Regions from separate parts of the Mus musculus genome. Here regions 2 and 3 are each linked to region 1. A link is a contact called in public Hi-C and promoter capture Hi-C data. All regions are on one chromosome and are shown on one strand. Each heading gives the region's core, a stretch centred on a gene start, on an enhancer-like site or on the middle of the called end of the contact. The rest is flanking DNA. Distances are from core to core; before and after follow the strand shown. Region 1 holds the start of Tfap2a (transcription factor AP-2, alpha). Region 2 holds the start of Msx2 (msh homeobox 2). Region 3 holds the start of Pitx1 (paired-like homeodomain transcription factor 1).

Region 1 (2,700 bases), core at 90-2,589:
AGTGAAGTCAGAATTTTTGCCTCTGCGCGCCCGCGAGCAGACGTTTTAGCCGGAACCCCTAGCTCCAAATGCCGAAAGGGGGGGGGGGGGAAGAAAGAAAGACAGACAGACAGACAGACAGACAGACAGACAGACAGAAAGAAAGAAAGAAAGAAAGAGAGAACAGCGAAAGTCAAGGCTACTACAGATTTGGATAATCACGGGCTTCCCACCCCTCCGTCACACCACTCGCTGATCAGCCCCTTTCAGTGGGGTATGAAAAAAAAAAAACCCACACACACACAACAGGCTGAGGCCATCCCTCCCCCACCCCCCGCACAAGCCGTTGGTTCTTTTTTCATGCCTCCCTGACTGTCCCAAAAGTTATGCTCTGAGGCTCTGGGTTTTAAAATGGGTTCCCAAGGGACGGCCCTCTCTCTGATCCCAGCGGACTATCGGCAACTGGAGACGATCGGCTGTCGCCCCAGGATTTTCAGGGTCCCGCCGCTAAGCACTGGCAGGTAGAAGGGGGATCCCTCCCCCGTCCCCGACTCCCAGAGGCCGGTAACGCACCCACACCCAACCACCACCACGGGGTGTGTCCACCCCGAAGCTCGGCGGGAGAAACTCCTTAGAACTTCAAGGACTATAGCAGCTAAAGAGTGACACCAAGGGCTGACGTGTGGGCTCCCAAGCCGAACGTGCTTTACAGGTCAGGGCGAAGTGTGTGCGCCCTTCTCCAAATGCAAGAAGGGAACGTCTTTAGGGAGAAAGAAAAGAATGAATGAAAAAGGGGGTATTAATGTCAGGGAGGGAGTGAAAGGGGGGACATGGTTTTATTTTCTTCCTGCTACTGTAGGCACCCCCAGGATCTCGCTCAAACACACCAGAGTGCACAGGCACGTGCCCAGTTGCCAGCTTTTTTTTTTTTTTTTTTTTTTTTAAATCCAAGCTCTTCTCTTCCTTCCACTCTCAGGCAGAACCAAAAGTAACCAGGAGAAAAGGGGAAAGAGTGGAACACGAGCTTCGAAAGACAAAAGTGAAAGAACCGAGATCCATGTCCACTATCTCCAGCGTCTCCCCTGTGCTATTCGGGCGACATGGAGGGGTGGGAGCTGCGCGGGTGTTAAGTTTGTCCCACTCGCATTTCGCGTGGAGAGAAGGAGGAGGAGGAGAGGGAGGGTCGATCTCCAAGCCTGTGGCCGCAAGGATGACTGAGTCGGCGCCGCGCTTACCTCGCAGTCTTCGTACTTGATATTATCCGTCAGTTTCCAAAGCATTTTCATGGATCGGCGTGATCGGATTTGCCCCTCTGCGCCTCGCACCCCAGCGGAGCTACTCTCTGGGTTAGCGCAAAGTGCGGGCTGCGGGCGGTGAGCAAAAGAGGAGGAGGGGGGGAGGAGGAGAGGAGGGCGAGGAGGAGGAGAAGGGTAGGAAGGGGGAGGAGGAGGTGGAGGTAGAGGAGGAGGAGGGCCAGGAGAAGGGCGAGGAGGGAGGAGGAGAGAAGGGTTAGAGAGCTCCCGTGTGCGCTCGGAGATCTCCCTCTAATGGTAGAAACTTTTCCCTTTTCCTGCTCCTCGCGAACAGCCTAATCGCCTCATTAGCATATCAACAATAGTCCAATTGCTCGCCAGGACCACAATCTGCCGCCGGCCGCTCCGACCCAGGTATAAAGGCCTCTTCTAGCCGCTAACTTGCTCCTAGAGCACTTGCCTGCATGCCAGCCTGCAAGCCCAACAACTCTTCCTAGAGCTCCAGCACCCTCCCTGTTCGAGCGTCCCCTATCCCCAATTTCATCTCTTTCCCCTTCGCCTGTCTTCGGGTCCTGCTAGCCAAAGATGCTTTGGATAAAGCTCTGTACTACGCAGGGTACCAGCGGCGGCGCCTAGGGACCAACTTTTAGTACCCCACCTCCCACTCTTACTACAACCGCCACTATCTGCCTTTCGTCCCCGTCCGATTTTATTAGAAATCATTATCCCTTTCGCAATGAACCGTAGCCACCAAACCAGGACCAGCAAAGTCACTCCAAGAATTTTGCCCAACTAGAGATCGCCTCCGCTCACGGCTGTTACCCCCTCGGGCTGCAGCGCCCTGGGAGTTTTATTAGCTTTGCGCTCCCCCCTCCCCCCAGGTTGGAGATTCTGCCAGCCGGCTCCGGTGGCTCGGTTGGGGTTTGCGATCTCTTAATTGCTACGTGTAAAATAAAAGTTGTACCCTGAAGAGGTTACTCGACAGATCCGGGGGTTAAATGATTTTCCTCCGGTTTGTATGAAGCTGAATCGGACTGACTATTCATCCGGGCGTTTGGACTGTAAGGTTTCCCAGGTGCAACGTGGACAACAACACAGAATTCGGATGGGGATGCACAACCCCTTCTGGAGTGAGCCAAACCGCAGACCCATGAGCTCCTGCGACTCTCCATGCGGTGTCGTACATGCATCAAAATAAAACATTAGGAACCAACTCTTCCTGTGCAAATCGGCTCCAGTTTTCCCAAGATTCTCCTTTTTAATTAAAGAAGGACGCGACCCTTTATGACTTGATGTTACTAACGCCGGCGTTTTGGCGGCGCAATGGCCGGCTGGTGAAGAACCTGAAGGCAGGAGACACCCCTTCCCCAAGTTGGCCACTCCTGACTCCGCCCAGGGGCTTACTCACTCCACCGGGACCCTTCCTCCCTTACTGCAATTATTCTAAAGTAAGATATTAAAAAAAAAA
Region 2 (2,789 bases), core at 132-2,631, about 13 Mb after region 1:
GAGGGGGCAGAGAGCATGGACACCAGACCCCCATGCCCATTGCAAGTATGAATGGTAACCTGGACCAAGCAAGAGCAATCCTCTAAGCACTAGCCACCAAGTCTGAAGGGGTAGCCACAGGTGGCATGCCTCTGCCTGTACTTTGAGGTTCTAGCAAGCAGCCAAATCTGGCGAACTTGTGGCCACCTCACTGTACATTCTCAAGTTCTGAAGGAATGCTGTTAATTATTACTGTGAACCCAGGAGAGCCCACGAGGGTCTGGCCCAAACTAGCTCCCTGCAACACGCAGAACCTAACCAACAACGGACTAGAATACAAGAAGCTTCCTTTCCGAATCAGTCTCTGCCTGCCACCTTCCCTTCATAGGATGGACACTGGAGTTCGAAGACTACCAAGTATGTCTGCTCCATGTCTGGTTAACTTCCAGTTGTCTAGTCTTTATAGTGGGGTGAACTTCATGGGGCTGCCTGTATATTTTGAAGGCCAGCAAAACCACATTTCAATACTCATTTAAAGTGGATCCCAGCCCGGTGTGGTGGTGCACACCAGTTATTCTAGTACTTAGGTGGTGGAGTAAGATGACGAGTTCAAGACCATCCTGAGCTGCATACCAGCACGGGCCACAGGAGACCCTGACTCAACAAAACAAAACAGCGACTCTCCCCTATTTCCCGGGCAGGTACACAAATATGAAGTTTTCGGAGCAGGGGGCTAAGGACTGCAGAAATCAACAACTTGGTTTGGTTTTCAAATGCCAGCCAGCGCTCAGGTACTGCAGATTCCTCGAAGCTAGGGATTCTGGGATGCGGACCGCCCGCTGAACTGGGGTACCAGGGGGGTCAAGAGCATCATCCTGTTAACACCCGTTCCCCAGCCCCTCTGGGACCCCTCGCGCTGGTCCAGCCCGGATCCCGTCCCAGACGCGCACTCACTGGGCGGCGGGGAGTATCTGCCGGGCTCCTGTATCCACGGTGCTCCGTCTTCGGAATTTTCCGACTTGACCGAGGCGGTCTCGAAGGGCTTGACGAGAGGCCCGGGACTGTGAGCGTCCCGGACGCCGTGTCCCGGCAGCAGCAGCGGCCGCAGGACAGCGCCAGCCGAGGCGCAGTCGGGTGGCACCGCGGGCGATTCCTTGGGCGGCTTCTTGTCGGACATGAGCGCCTCCACGCTGAAGGGCAGGCTGGAGACCTTGACCCTGCGTTCCTCTGCGCTGCCCTCGGCTCCTCCAGGCCCGGGACCCGGGCCGGCCAGTACCGCGGGGCCCTCCTCATCCGACGAAAACAAGTCACCGCCTTTAGTCGGAGAAGCCATGACTTTCTGCGCCGCGTAGCTGTCGGCGCGCGACTCCGCTGGCAACTCTCAAGCGAAGACTCCAACTTTTGGGGGGGGAGCCGGCAGGGGCGCGCTGGGAGCCCAGCCTGTCCTCCGAGGGGAAGTGGGAGACTCGGCTCAACCAACTGGCGACGGCCCTGCTCCTGACGCCACGGACGCTCGCCACCGATTGGCTCTCCCTGGAGAGGCTTGGGGCCCTTCCCCCGCCCCGTTTGAAATAAATTAGGAGTTAATTACAGGAGCAGTCAGCAGAGTTGTTATTAGGCGATCCCTCAAGGGTTATAATCGCCCAAACTGAAAAGTCTAAGGCGTAATTAAAGCCGATTGTTTAAAGAGGAAGCTTGCCGAGTCTCATTTCTTGTCTTTTAACCCCTCTTTAAAGTGTTTCTGGTGCCGATCCCACACGCTCCCGCCTGAGAATGTTGGAAATCTGCGGAGGGCATGGAACATTTATAAAGCTCCCACTATGAGCTCAAACTAGTGTATCTTTGTAACTATAATGGAAAACAATAGCAGCATCTTTACTAATAGAAATAGTTTAGGCATGGTCCTTAGTTGTCTTATCTTTGGAGAGTGTTCCAAGACATTAGCTGTAACTCATTCCTTAAGAAAAGGGACAAAGATGAGAAAGGCTGAGAGGTGGTCAAGGGATATTCAACTAATCTCTACCCTTTCTCCCTTTTTTTTTCCTTTAAAACAGACTCTTGCTCTCCAGCTCTGGCTAGCTTAGAAGTCGCTCCCTATCTTACCCAAGATGGTCCTGAACTTGCTACCCCACTGGCTTCGTCCCTGGTGTTGAGAGTGTAGGTGTGCACCAGCAGACCCAGCGCCCATTGGTTCCTGGCAGCTAATTTACACAAATGATCTCCATTTCATACTCTGTCCAAACAGGACAAGTTTTAGAAACTGTCAATGGGGATATTTTCTCACCCCTTGAGTCTCCTCTCTAGGCCCGTGCAAAAGTGTGCTCATGAGGTTTTTTTTTTTTTTTTTTTTTTTTGAGTTTGTGTTTGTCATTGGAGTTCAGGTGTCAGGATAGCATCTGCCTTGGGAGGTGATGGGCAGGGGAGAAGGGTATTTGTGACATTTAGTGTCTTTATTCTCTCTGCAAATAACAGGGTTCGACTTTGCAAACCCAAAGCCTGAATATCTTTGGGGAAAGCTCATCTCACCTGACTTTGAAATTTTAAGCAGCATACCTATCAGGATCCCACCCTAAAGCACACTCTCTATCTAACTGCAGCCCCAAAGCATCAGTGACCAACTGTATCAATGCATGGAAGAAGAGAGTTTTGAGACAGAGGCCTGAAATAATTCTGCACCTCCCTTGCCCGCAAGCCAGCAGGAGCAGAAAGATCGCTGCAAACAACCCATTTCAGGCTGCAGAAGCTTTTTCATAGATCCAAAAACCCATCCGGACTGGTGGGGGAAAGAAGAGCCTGCTAAGCGCTGGTCC
Region 3 (2,700 bases), core at 142-2,641, about 15 Mb after region 1:
GCACAGCCGCTCCAAGACAGGACAGGCCTGGAAACGGACATGGCCGAAGCCACCCAATCTCGGGCCCAGCTCAAGAGATCGGGGTTGTTTTGTTTTGTTTTGTTTTTTAAAAGACAACTGGGGGATTTGTGGAGTCGAGAACCCACCCTGGCTGGACCCCTGGTGGCTCTGGGCTGAGGTGTCCACGTGGGCCAGGATCCCCGCTGCAGCAGGGTTCTGCCGGCTCTGCCGGGAGTCAGGCCGCGCCTCCTAGCTGGCTGGCTCTCGCTGTCCCCAGAGCTCGAGCTCGGCTTTACGGACCCCTCTCTTCTAGCCTGCTCTGTGACCCCACCTCTTCTTTTAGGATTCTTTCCTCCATCTGTCAAGGTGTCTCTTTGGGCACTTTGTCTGGCCACCCCTTCTACTCCCTGCACATCTGCTTCTCGCCCTGAGCCCCAGCGACTCCTCAGCAACCAGTTAGGGAAAACTCAACTTTTTTCTCCCGCGTGCTATCTGCTCCTGCTCCAGAGGGGCTGCCAGTCCCACTCAGGGCTTGGCGTGTGGGGGACTGTTTGGAAGTGACTTCGCGTGTGCGTGCGAACGCGCGTGTAAATTTCCGTGTTCATCGTCAGGTTAAGACCAGGGAGGAAAAAGAAAGCTCCTCGCTGCAGAGACGCAGAGGGGACCCGGCTGCGTGCCAAGCCGCCCGGTGTGCGCGGAGGCTGGATGCCCGCCGCGGGTTGGGGGAGCCGCGTTTACCTGGCAGATCAGCGTCGGACGATTCGCTGGCGGAGTTCTCCAGCGGCTCCCGGGGGTCGGCGGCGCGGGCCAGGTGGAAGCTGGGCCCCATGTCGTGCGGTGGTGGTGGCGGTGGCCGCAGCCCCTCCGGTAGCCTCTCCAGGCTCATGCCTCCCTTGAAGGCGTCCATGGAGGTGGGGACCGCAACGGGCGCTCCAGGGGCCGGGGCTGGGAGCTCCCGGCCGCCCAGGCTGCGACCTGTTGGGGACAAGAGAGTGGCGCCTAAGCGGCTGCCCCCCAGGGCTGCCCGCGCCCACAGCGACGCCGTTCGAGCTCCATCGACCTCTCCAGGCTGCGGGACCGGGTTCGGGGCTCGGGGCTCCGCCACGCGCTCCTGCTGCTCCGGCCTCAGCTGCCCGGCCGGCCCGGGCCCCAGTCCCGATTCGAGGCCGGTTTCTAAGGCTCGGGTCGGAGCCCGCAGAGTCTGTCTGAAAACGACAGTGCGCGCAGCCAGGTTCCAGCAGTCCCTGCGCCAGGGGTGGTGGGTGGGGTGGGCCTCGGTGGGAGGGGGCTGGGAGAGAAGGAGGGAGGGCGCGAGCGAGTGAGCAAGCGAGCGAGGGAGCGGGCGCGGGCGGAATCCAGCCTCGAGCCGCCCGCGCCGCGCCCTCCCCGCCGTCCTCCCTCCCTCCCTCTCTCCCTCCCTCCCTCCTGGCCTCGCCCGCGCCCTCCCCGTCGCAGCCACCTTCCCGCCGCCTCACCTCCCCCCCTCTCCCGCGGCCTCACCGCGCCTCTCCCTCCTTCCCCGGTGACACACGAATTTCTCCCTTGGCCGCACAAAAGAAACGCATCTGGCCAGCTAGCCCCGGGCGGCTGGTGCACACCTTGGGGGCCCCAAGTGACTTGTTTCGCTGAGAGTCAACTCCTGTCTGGGCCACCTCAAGTCCCCAGCCACGGGAGAGAACAACTTAGAATGAGTGAAGGTTCGCTGAGCAGGATCGCTCTGAGCCGGCGCCTCCGAGCCAGCGCCAGGGCAGTCAGTGGCAGAGCCGGGGGGCCGGTTCCCGGTTGCTGCAGCTCCCAGCGGTGGTGTCGTCCTCGAGGGGCAGACGGGCCCCTCCTACCTCAGTCGCTTCTCCCAGGAACTCGGGGCCGGCTGAGTGACAGCAGCCTGCGAGCTCTAATGGGCCCCGGATGCTGTCTTCTAATTAGTTTGGACCCTCTCCCCTAAGGCTGCTCTCATGGCCTTCCTCTCTGCACCGCAGTCAATTTTCCGGAATTGGGGTAGAGATGACGGCTTCTAATCAGACGAAACGTTTCTGTTGGCTCTAGGCCATGGCGAGTGGGACTGGAGACCCCAAGAGCCCCACCAGGCCCGTGGCCTTTCCACATCCCCCTTTGTTTTGCACCTACAATGATCAGGTCTTTGGCAGCCACCAGGTAGGCCTTGCCAGCCTCTGCCCTCCTTTAGGGTAACTTTGCTCCAGTGTGGGGCCTACTTTCTGAATTCTCAGGGCTTCAGCAGAGGCCTGGTAGGCCAGGTGACTGATGTCTCACAACCCTGGGCTGGGAGCTTAGGAAGCCTTTGGGTTTTCTCCCGATACACTGCTAGGAAACTGTAGCTCCAGAGCTCCCCCCTCCCCAAGCAAAGACTTTACCCTCTAGGCTCACAAGAGTGGTCCCCTCCTTAGCTCCTCACGCTCCAATGAAGTTTGTCCAAGGATTTTATCCAACAATTGTTAACTGGCCCAGGGACTTCAGCTTCTTGAGTAAACAGGTCACAACTGAGGTGGCCCTGACCTGCCTCTGTAGCCACGGAGGACCCCTAGGCTGTCTCTGGGCCTCACCTGCAGACCTCTCCCCTGAACCAGCCACTGATGGGGTAGACTAGGGCTTAGGAAAGAAGCACTTCTCTGTTCTCCAGTGTCCAGAGCCCAGGACATCATCTTCTCCTGTAGTCATTTCTTGGGTTGGCTCTACAGGTAT

What was found. Promoter capture Hi-C pulls out the DNA fragments that hold promoters and counts their contacts. A called contact is a pair of places that touch in the nucleus more often than the background predicts.
Region 2: a promoter capture Hi-C map of cranial neural crest shows a contact between it and region 1. The contact joins the promoter of Msx2 here to the promoter of Tfap2a in region 1. A contact is called at or near these places in 1 of 39 promoter capture datasets (cranial neural crest) and 3 of 484 Hi-C or Micro-C datasets (all in embryonic stem cells).
Region 3: a contact with region 1 is called in a Hi-C map of stem cell-derived epiblast-like cells, with 24 times the contacts expected there. The contact joins the promoter of Pitx1 here to the promoter of Tfap2a in region 1. A contact is called at or near these places in 1 of 39 promoter capture datasets (embryonic stem cells), 5 of 484 Hi-C or Micro-C datasets (embryonic stem cells and stem cell-derived epiblast-like cells) and 1 of 115 datasets of contacts at active chromatin or transcription factors (embryonic stem cells).

Annotation. Positions count from the first base shown.
Region 1 is chr13:40,732,456-40,735,155 of GRCm38.p6, forward strand. Tfap2a (transcription factor AP-2, alpha) reads right to left here and starts at 1,340. Exons shown (of 7, transcript NM_011547.5): 1 at 1,215-1,340. The coding sequence starts at 1,265. Gm26688 (predicted gene, 26688) reads left to right here. Exons shown (of 3, transcript NR_125899.1): 2 at 956-1,325; 3 at 1,567-2,700.
Region 2 is chr13:53,471,399-53,474,187 of GRCm38.p6, forward strand. It overlaps Msx2 (msh homeobox 2), which reads right to left and starts at 1,382. Exons shown (of 2, transcript NM_013601.2): 1 at 934-1,382. The coding sequence starts at 1,312. Gm33763 (a long non-coding RNA gene) reads left to right here. Exons shown (of 4, transcript XR_873406.2): 2 at 2,577-2,789.
Region 3 is chr13:55,830,034-55,832,733 of GRCm38.p6, forward strand. Pitx1 (paired-like homeodomain transcription factor 1) reads right to left here and starts at 1,392. Exons shown (of 3, transcript NM_011097.2): 1 at 739-1,392. The coding sequence starts at 907.